Linked DNA regions of Mus musculus: all the other regions are linked to region 1. The links are chromatin contacts, called in public HiChIP or PLAC-seq maps. All regions are on one chromosome and are shown on one strand. Each heading gives the region's core, a stretch centred on a gene start, on an enhancer-like site or on the middle of the called end of the contact. The rest is flanking DNA. Distances are from core to core; before and after follow the strand shown.

Region 1 (2,541 bases), core at 22-2,521:
ATCCCATGGGACTGGAGAAGAGCTGTTAGGGGCCATGTGGTGGAAGAGCAGCCAGGTGCTTTTGACCATTGAGCCATTTTTCTAGCCTACATACTTTTCCTTACCAATAAAAAACAAAAGGGGGTAGAGACTTGAGAATTACATAGGAACAGAGGAATGCCATAAGATGCAGACATTTTCCAACACTTGGGAAACACAGACAGGTGGGTCTTTGAGAGTTCAAGGCCACCCTGGCCTACAAAGAGAGTTCCAGGACAGCCAAAGGATTGGGGACACTGATTCAAAAACAAACAAACCACTCTCGCGGCCTCTTAGCTACTGGGTAAACTGAGGCAGAAGAATCACTGCCAGCCTAAAGCCAGCCTGCGGTCCTCAGGGAGCTCCGGTCAAAAAACAGTAAGGAAATTACAAATCGTTAAGTGAAGTGAATGGCTCAGAGGCTTGGTTCAGAACAATTTAAAGCAATAAAATCCTGACCTAAATTGTTCGCTAATTGTTCTGGGTTTGCAATAAACATTTGCAGGGTCAGGGTACCTTGGTCGCCAAGAGCAAACCTATGGCGAGTGGGCTGGCTAAGGATCCAAGATATCAGGAATTTCTGTTCCAAAAGTGCCATGTTTACAAACTTCCGCTTAATTTCGACCACTTATATCGTATAATAGTCGGCAACAACGGACATCACCGGACACTTGTGCTGCGCAGGAGCGGAAACCGAACCCGGAGCCGCCAAGCAGCATTTCCGCGAGGTCTCCACCGGAAGTGCAACTGTGCAGCGCCAGGCCCCGCCCCAGGCAGAGCGGCCGGAAGCGGCTAATGACAGCTATGGGAGGGGCCATGAGCCGACCGTCTTTCTGATTGGCTACAGGGAACGCGGACTCTGAATTCACGCCGATACCGGCGCGCCCTCCTTTCGCTTTTTGGCTCCGGCCCCCTCCCCCCAGGGCCGGCCTCTTGGTTCCCATCCTGCCTGTTCCTGTATGGCGAGCCTCCGCGCCGGCTTTCCCGCAACCCCACGTCAGCAACCCCTCCGCTCCCGCCCCTCACCATTTCCGCACTTTCTCGATGGCCGCCATCACCTTCTTGATGTCATCTTTAGCCCGGCTACGGGTCTCGGCCCGGACCGAACGGCCGGACATGGCGGCGGCGGGGAGTGGCTGGGGGCCGGGACAGTGCTCCCAAGACGCGGGATATCACGCGCCTCACGCGTCGCCGTCCACCCGCTGCCACCGCAGCACGTCACCGCGGCCGTCGCCCCCCCTCCGTGCGCGCGTGCGCGAGGGAGCGCGCGCACCCGCCCGCCCCTTGGGCCCTCAAGGCCTCAGCGCGCTTGCGCACCCGCCCGGGGGCGTCCCTGCTGTGCGCCTCCAGAGACCCTTTGCCCTCTTGCTGCCAGGCTGAGCCCATCGTCGTCCGCACGTGGTGTGGGCCAGGCGAGGCTGCGAGGGTGGTGGTGGGATGAGGTTTCCAAGTCACCACTTTCCCTACCTGCTGCTTCAATGCATGCCCGGGAATTTTCAATACTGTAGACCAGGCCAACCTCGAATTCACAACCACCTGATTCTGCCTCTCCGGTGCTCTGTGCCATGGCATTTGACCGGAAAATTTTATTTCATTTTGCTTTTCCGAGACAGGGTTTCCTTCTCTGTGTAGCCCTGGCTGTCCTGCAACTCACTCTATAGACCAGGCTGGCCTTGAACTCAGAGATCTACCAGCCTCTGCCTCCCAAGTGCTGGGGTCAAAGGGGTTGGAATTTTCTTTTTTTCTTTTCTTTTTCTTTCTTTCTTTCTTTTTTTTTTTTTTCTTTACATGTATATGGCACAGAGGACAATTTGTAGAAGTTGGTTTTCACTAGTGAGTTTTAGGCTGTTATCAAGTCCTTTAATCCCCCATGACCCCTGACCCTTCAAGGAATTATTTATGCGCTGCATGTTCACCTAAAAGGAGATCTGTGTCATCATTGTCTAAATAGCTGTGTTCCGGAGTCATTATCACACCTTCCTTCATTTTGACTTCTGGTCTTCGAATTCTCAGCTACCCACCTGGAAATTTCTTCTGATTGAATCAACTACTTTTCCAACATCCAGGTCACACTGCGGCTCTTCCTGAGTATTTTGCACCTGGCTCATACTTTTAGCATTCCACTTCACTGTCAGGGAATTCAGTTCTGGATAAAACATTGCCTGTGTTCTGTGCATTGGACCAAGTACTGAGGACATAAATATTTCTCTTTTGAAAGAACTTCTGGACCAGGGACTGTGATGAACACATTTATCCCAGCACTCTGGCGGAAGAGGCAGGTGGATTTCTGAGTTCAAGGCCAGCCTGGTCTACAGAGTGAATTCCAGGACAACCAGGGATATGCAGAGGTTTTCTCTGGGGGGTTGAGGAAGGACAAAAAGAGAAAAGAAAGAGGGGAGTGAAAAGCAGTGATAACAGACCCAATAGAAGGAGGAGGTGACCCACAGCTGACGTTGCATGCCCAGAGGGACTTGTTTGAATCAACTTTGAGGTTTACTTGCAGTTCCAGGAAAACCAAGAGTT
Region 2 (2,541 bases), core at 11-2,510, 120 kb after region 1:
TCATATAGACGAGACATCTGGAACCTTGCCTTTGACAAACAAGGGCTTTGGCTTCCCCTAGGTAAGGATGTGAGGTTCTGGGCACGTCTCAAAAGCCCAGATGTTAACCACTGATTACCCTGAGGCAAATGAAAGCCTGTGTATCGAGGAGGGAGGGATCCTTCATCTCTGAGCCTCTTCCCCATCAGCACCTCCGTGGTTGATCCCACGTCTCCTATACTGCAGGTGGAAAAGATGTTCCAAACAGAGGCTCACTACAGATACAAATGTTTATTCTACATAAAAATCTCACAAAATGGGCAGCTGGTTGTACCAAGACCTTTGGTGAAGGGGTAAAGGGAGGTGGCCGTGAGAAGGCAGCACGGACAGTGGTCACAGTCACTGGGCAGGAGCAAAGCTGAGGGAAAGGGGGCACACAGACACGGCCCCAGCTCCCGCTGCATGCACTCGCATGCATACTCCTTGCCTGTGGGCGAGAAAGGGGTCCTGGGGCAGGGGGTACAGTTTTGACTCTGAGAAGCCCCAAGATGGCAAGGGGGGAAGTGGGGAGCCCCCTCCCCAGCTGGCTGCTGAATACTGCATCCAGTACACCTGATACCACGTGGCACATCAATGGGAGACGGGGCAGGGTGAGACTACAGGCCCAAAGTGACACCTGGCTTTCAGAGCATAAAGGGCGCAGGGAACTGCTGTCCCCAACATGCAACTCTGGCCACAACTTACCATGCCTGTTAGGACTATGGCCTGCTCCATCCCTCCAACTCAAAGCAAGGCTGGAGATGACACCACTAAGCTTCTTAGTAAAGGGTCACTAGGCTCAGGCCCAGCCCAGGAACATGACTCCCAGGGCCAGAGACACTGTCAGGCTTTGCCCAAAGAGAGGGTACTAGGTGCTCCTAACACCCGCAGCCGTGGCACCCTGAGCCTCCGGGCAAGGGGCAGCTAACAAAGACTCAGTGCTGAGCTATCCCCACCCCTAACCTGAAAAGCAGCACCATGTGACCAGCTGGTCCCCACCTTCCAGGTGCCTTGGCATGGTGGGAAGAGCTGGAGAAGCCAGAGGACGGGACAAGTGAGGGCAAGGTTGGGGTCCAGAAAGGAGCCTGAGTCCCAGGGAAGTGTAGACCCCAGGCTGAAGAAAGGCAGACCTGGCCAGGGCCCGAGTCTTGCCCCGCACTGGCCTGTACCCAGCCACTCTGGCTGTTCCCAATCCTGCTCCCGACTCTGCCTCCTGTACAGACACACACTGTCACAAGATCATGCACACGACACGGCTTGGGGCAGGGTGGTGGGGACGGGAGCCTCATGGCAGAGAGGGAGCAGTGTGGGATGGGAGGGAAAAGGACTCCCAGCCAGAAGGCAGGAGTGGGGAGGGCAACCCAGCTAGGTGCAGCAGCCAGGGGCCTCCTCAGGGAGACCCATCCAGAATGGAGCAGTGGGTGGGGTGGTTTCTATCCAAAGATGCCCCCGATGGTGGAGGCGATGATGATGCCCAGAATCACACAGCAAATGATGATCATGATCTTCTTCTACAGGGACACAAAAGGCAGGCCTCAGAAGAGCAGGTGGGGGGGGGGGGGGGTGGGTACAGTGAGGGTAGAGCCCCTGCCTAGAATCCCCCAGGGAGGGGCTGGGGGCGTGGCTCAGTGGTAGAACCCCTGCCTAGAATGCCCCAGGGAGGGGCTGGGGGCGTGGCTCAGTGGTAGAACCCCTGCCTAGAATGCCCCAGGGAGGGGCTGGGGGCGTGGCTCAGTGGTAGAGCTCCTGCCTAGAATTCCCCAGGGAGGGGCTGGGGGTGTGGCTCAGTGGTAGAACCTGCCTAGAATCCTCCAGTGAGGGGCTGGGGGCGTGGCTCAGTGGTAGAGCTCCTGCCTAGAATTCCCCAGGGAGGAGCTGGGGGCGTGGCTCAGTGGTAGAGCCCCTGCCTAGAATCCCCTGGGGAGGGGCTGGGGGCGTGGCTGGGGTAGAGCTTTTGTCTAGCATTTGCTAGGTCCTAGGTTCCATTCCCAATAGTGAGCCTCAATATAGAACAAATTAAAACAAAACAAAGAAAACGAGCAAAAATCAGTAAAATGGGGGCTGGGTTCTGGAGGGTCAGGACTAGGAATGGGGATGGCCTAGAACGGATTGTTGATGAAGAAGTGGAGGCTATGGTTGGAGCTTGTGAAAACAGGCCGAGCAGGTGGGGGAGGAGGATCCCCTGGTCTGGGGGCTCTCTGGGGCATGGGCTTAAGCAGAGCTGGCCACTGACCCTGCGCGCCTTGCTCTGGTACTTGACGGCCTTCTTGGTGTCTGACACGGCCCTCTCCACGTAGTCCACGGCGTGCTCCACATTGTACTCGATCCTGTCAATCATCTCCCCCTGCAGGACCGGGGGTACCCAAGGTCCAGGCGTCCCTCCTCAGGACCAGGAGGGAGTGCAGGGTAGGGGTTCAGGAAAGTCTCCTGAAGTCAGAAAGAGAGAGAGGAGCTGTGGGAGGAGGGCATGCAGCCTCTCACCTGTGCCACCAGGCCAGGCGTCCTGAGGACAAGACAGCTAGG
Region 3 (2,541 bases), core at 28-2,527, 96 kb before region 1:
TTTGTCCCCCCATGGCCCTCTTACACTTACAGGCCATAGCAGGCCCAGCTGGGACCCACAGGACAGAGAGGGTGACAGGAGAGCCTGACCCCTGAGTCCTGGAGGGAGGAGCTGACTGACTTCTGCACTCTCCTCAAGACCATCATAGTGACCATCATCAGTTTAACACTGAGCCCCGTGTGGCCCAGGCTGACCTTAAACCTCCAATTAGACAAGAATGACCGTGAATTCTCAATCCCCCTGCCTCTGTCTCCAAAGCTTGTAGGTGTGTTTCATTATGTCTAGTTTATGTAGTGATGGGTTCAAACCTAGTGATGGCTTTGTGCATGTTAGGCAAGAACTCTGCCGTGTAAGCTAGACCCTGGCGCTCTCGCTTTTTTTCCTTCTTCTTTTTCTTTCTTTTGGTCAGTTTTTTTCCGGGTAGACCAGGCTGGCTCGTCCTCCTTTCTCAGCCTCTGAAATGCTAGGTGACAGGTGCCTGCGTCCATTCAGGTTCTTCTCATTTTTTTTTTTTCACAAGAAAATCAAGTCCCACTTGGAAGTTCCTTAAGAGCAGGTGTAGGGTGTCCCACACCCAAATCCATGGGGCCAGCTGAGTGCCTGCATTCTGCAACCAACCAGCCACTCTGAAAGCGGAAATGCCCCCATTTTGAAGTCATGGAAACCGAATCCAGAGGACAGCAAGCAACTGAACCACGTCAGAGCTGGGGACCAGGTGTCAAGGCTCTCCAGGAAGTGCCCCATGGGAGGAGCCCATATCCAATGCTGGATGGCAGTCATTTCCTTCCTGAAATCAACGCCAAGCAGGCGCGCAGCAACACAGGGCTTACCATGCACCCCAGATCCCTTTTCCGGAGAGCCTGTCAGTTGGTTTTGCCCCCTGCCCAGGCCCCGGCTTCCTCTCTTGGGGCAGCACTTGAAAAGGGGTGGGGGCGGGGTTGGGTACCCAAGGCAGAGCACCCAAATCTTCAAGAAGAGCTTGTCTTCCCAGAAGTCAAAGACCCTCCGAGAATAAAGACCCAGCCCGTGGGGTGCCAGGGGTAGGAAAACCCCAACACCCCTTTCTCCACCCAAGGCCCCGACTTCTCTGTATTTGTTTATTTACCTTGGAAAAGGCCCCAAGGCCCAGGCAGGAAATGGGCCAATTCCAGCAGGCTGAGCGAGGGAACAAGGAGCCACATTGTGTTCCCTGCCCGAGTTCCCCACCCTGGGCCAGCCACAGGAGCCTGGGGACAGGAGGCAGCATGGGGGCCCGGGCAGGAAGGAGGCGTGGACCTGAGCTGCCAGCGTTCAGAGCCAGCCCTGTGAAAGGGCTTCTGTGTGGGGAGGGACGGAGGGCTGCTCGCATGATACCGCTTGGGAGGGACCGAGGCTGAGGGAGGGGCAACAAAGGATTCAGGGATCAGAAAGATTCCCAGCCACTGACCTGTGAGCCCAGGGTGGAGGGAAGCCTCGGGAGCCATAACCGGACACTTACCATGTTTAGCCTGGGTTCAGTCCTGCCTAGCATCTTGCCCGTATCTCACCAATCTCGGGTAGTTCTTTCCGTCCACATCAGAGGCTGGAGGCTGGACAGTGCTGTGGTCATCGTGAAGAGGCTTGGAGAATACTGACTACTCTCAACCATAGAGTATTCTTTCCTGACAAGCCAGTGTCTGTGACCGATCCCGCCATTCATCCACGCATTCATTCATCTGTTTATCCATAACTTCATTCCTTCACTTAGGCACATTCATGCATGCATTTTCGTATATGTTTGTTCATACATTCGTTCATATACTTATGCATGCGTTCCTTCCTTCATTCCTTTGGGCATGCATGCAGTTCAGGGCATCCTGTGCATTAGATCGCAGTCCATTTCTTTGGCTCCTGCTGTGCACCTCTGTGCCTTGCTGACAGCAAGCTCACTCTCTCTTTCTGGACTCTGAGATCTCTGGTTTCGTCTTTTTTTTTTTTTTTTTTTTTGAGACAGAGTCTCATGTAGCTCAGATTGTCCTCCTGCTTGCTACATAGTCAAAGATGACACTGAAATTCTGATCCCCTGCCTCCACCCCGAGTGCTGGCAGTACCGAAGTACAGACCCCAGGACATTGTTATGTCAGGCAAGCATGGCACCAACCGAGACACTTCCCGACCTAAATATGGCTCTGATAATGTCATCTTGAGTTTCTCTCTCTCTCTCTCTCTCTCTCTCTCTCTCTCTCTCTCTCTCTCTCTCTTTCTTTCTTTCTTTCTTTCTTTTCTCTCTCTCTCTCTCTCTCTCTCTCTATATATATATATATATGTATATGTATATATGTATATGTATATATATATATGTACATTTGTTGTTTGGCCTACATGAATGTCTGTGTGAGGGTGTTGGGTCCCCTGGAACTGGAATTACAGACAGTTATGAGCTGCCATGCGGGTGCTGGGAATCGAACTTCGGTCCTCTGGAAAAGCAGCCAGTGCTCTTAACAACTGAGCCATCTCTCCAGCGCCATCATCTTTATTTTTTAATTTTATTTTTAATTATTTTTTTTCAAGACAGGGTTTCTT

Evidence for each region. HiChIP or PLAC-seq counts read pairs in DNA pulled down with a chosen protein or histone mark.
Region 2: an H3K27ac HiChIP or PLAC-seq map of embryonic stem cells shows a contact between it and region 1, with 6 read pairs. The contact joins the enhancer-like site here to the promoter of Bcl7b in region 1. A contact is called at or near these places in 2 of 39 promoter capture datasets (cranial neural crest and second pharyngeal arch cranial neural crest), 1 of 484 Hi-C or Micro-C datasets (embryonic stem cells), 7 of 115 datasets of contacts at active chromatin or transcription factors (bone marrow-derived macrophages, craniofacial prominence, double positive thymocytes and 2 more) and 2 of 9 other capture datasets (adipose tissue and pancreatic islet).
Region 3: a contact with region 1 is called in an H3K27ac HiChIP or PLAC-seq map of the HPC-7 cell line, with 4 times the contacts expected there. The contact joins the enhancer-like site here to the promoter of Bcl7b in region 1. A contact is called at or near these places in 2 of 484 Hi-C or Micro-C datasets (embryonic stem cells and muscle stem cells), 5 of 115 datasets of contacts at active chromatin or transcription factors (the HPC-7 cell line, embryonic stem cells and extraembryonic endoderm stem cells) and 3 of 9 other capture datasets (adipose tissue, liver and pancreatic islet).

Annotation. Positions count from the first base shown.
Region 1 is chr5:135,167,102-135,169,642 of GRCm38.p6, reverse strand. Bcl7b (B cell CLL/lymphoma 7B) reads right to left here and starts at 1,271. Exons shown (of 6, transcript NM_009745.2): 1 at 1,045-1,271. The coding sequence starts at 1,136.
Region 2 is chr5:135,048,815-135,051,355 of GRCm38.p6, reverse strand. It overlaps Stx1a (syntaxin 1A (brain)), which reads right to left. Exons shown (of 10, transcript NM_016801.4): 9 at 2,252-2,362; 10 at 256-1,529. The coding sequence ends at 1,452. Among named protein-coding and RNA genes, the nearest start is that of Dnajc30, 14 kb to the left of the region's middle. Within about 2 kb of position 1,260, at least 9 of the 459 cell types and tissues checked have an H3K27ac peak or open chromatin away from gene starts, as enhancers often do. A contact at or near this core is called in embryonic stem cells, where this site is marked.
Region 3 is chr5:135,262,992-135,265,532 of GRCm38.p6, reverse strand. No RefSeq gene overlaps it. Among named protein-coding and RNA genes, the nearest start is that of Fzd9, 13 kb to the right of the region's middle. Within about 2 kb of position 1,277, at least 187 of the 459 cell types and tissues checked have an H3K27ac peak or open chromatin away from gene starts, as enhancers often do. A contact at or near this core is called in the HPC-7 cell line, where this site is marked.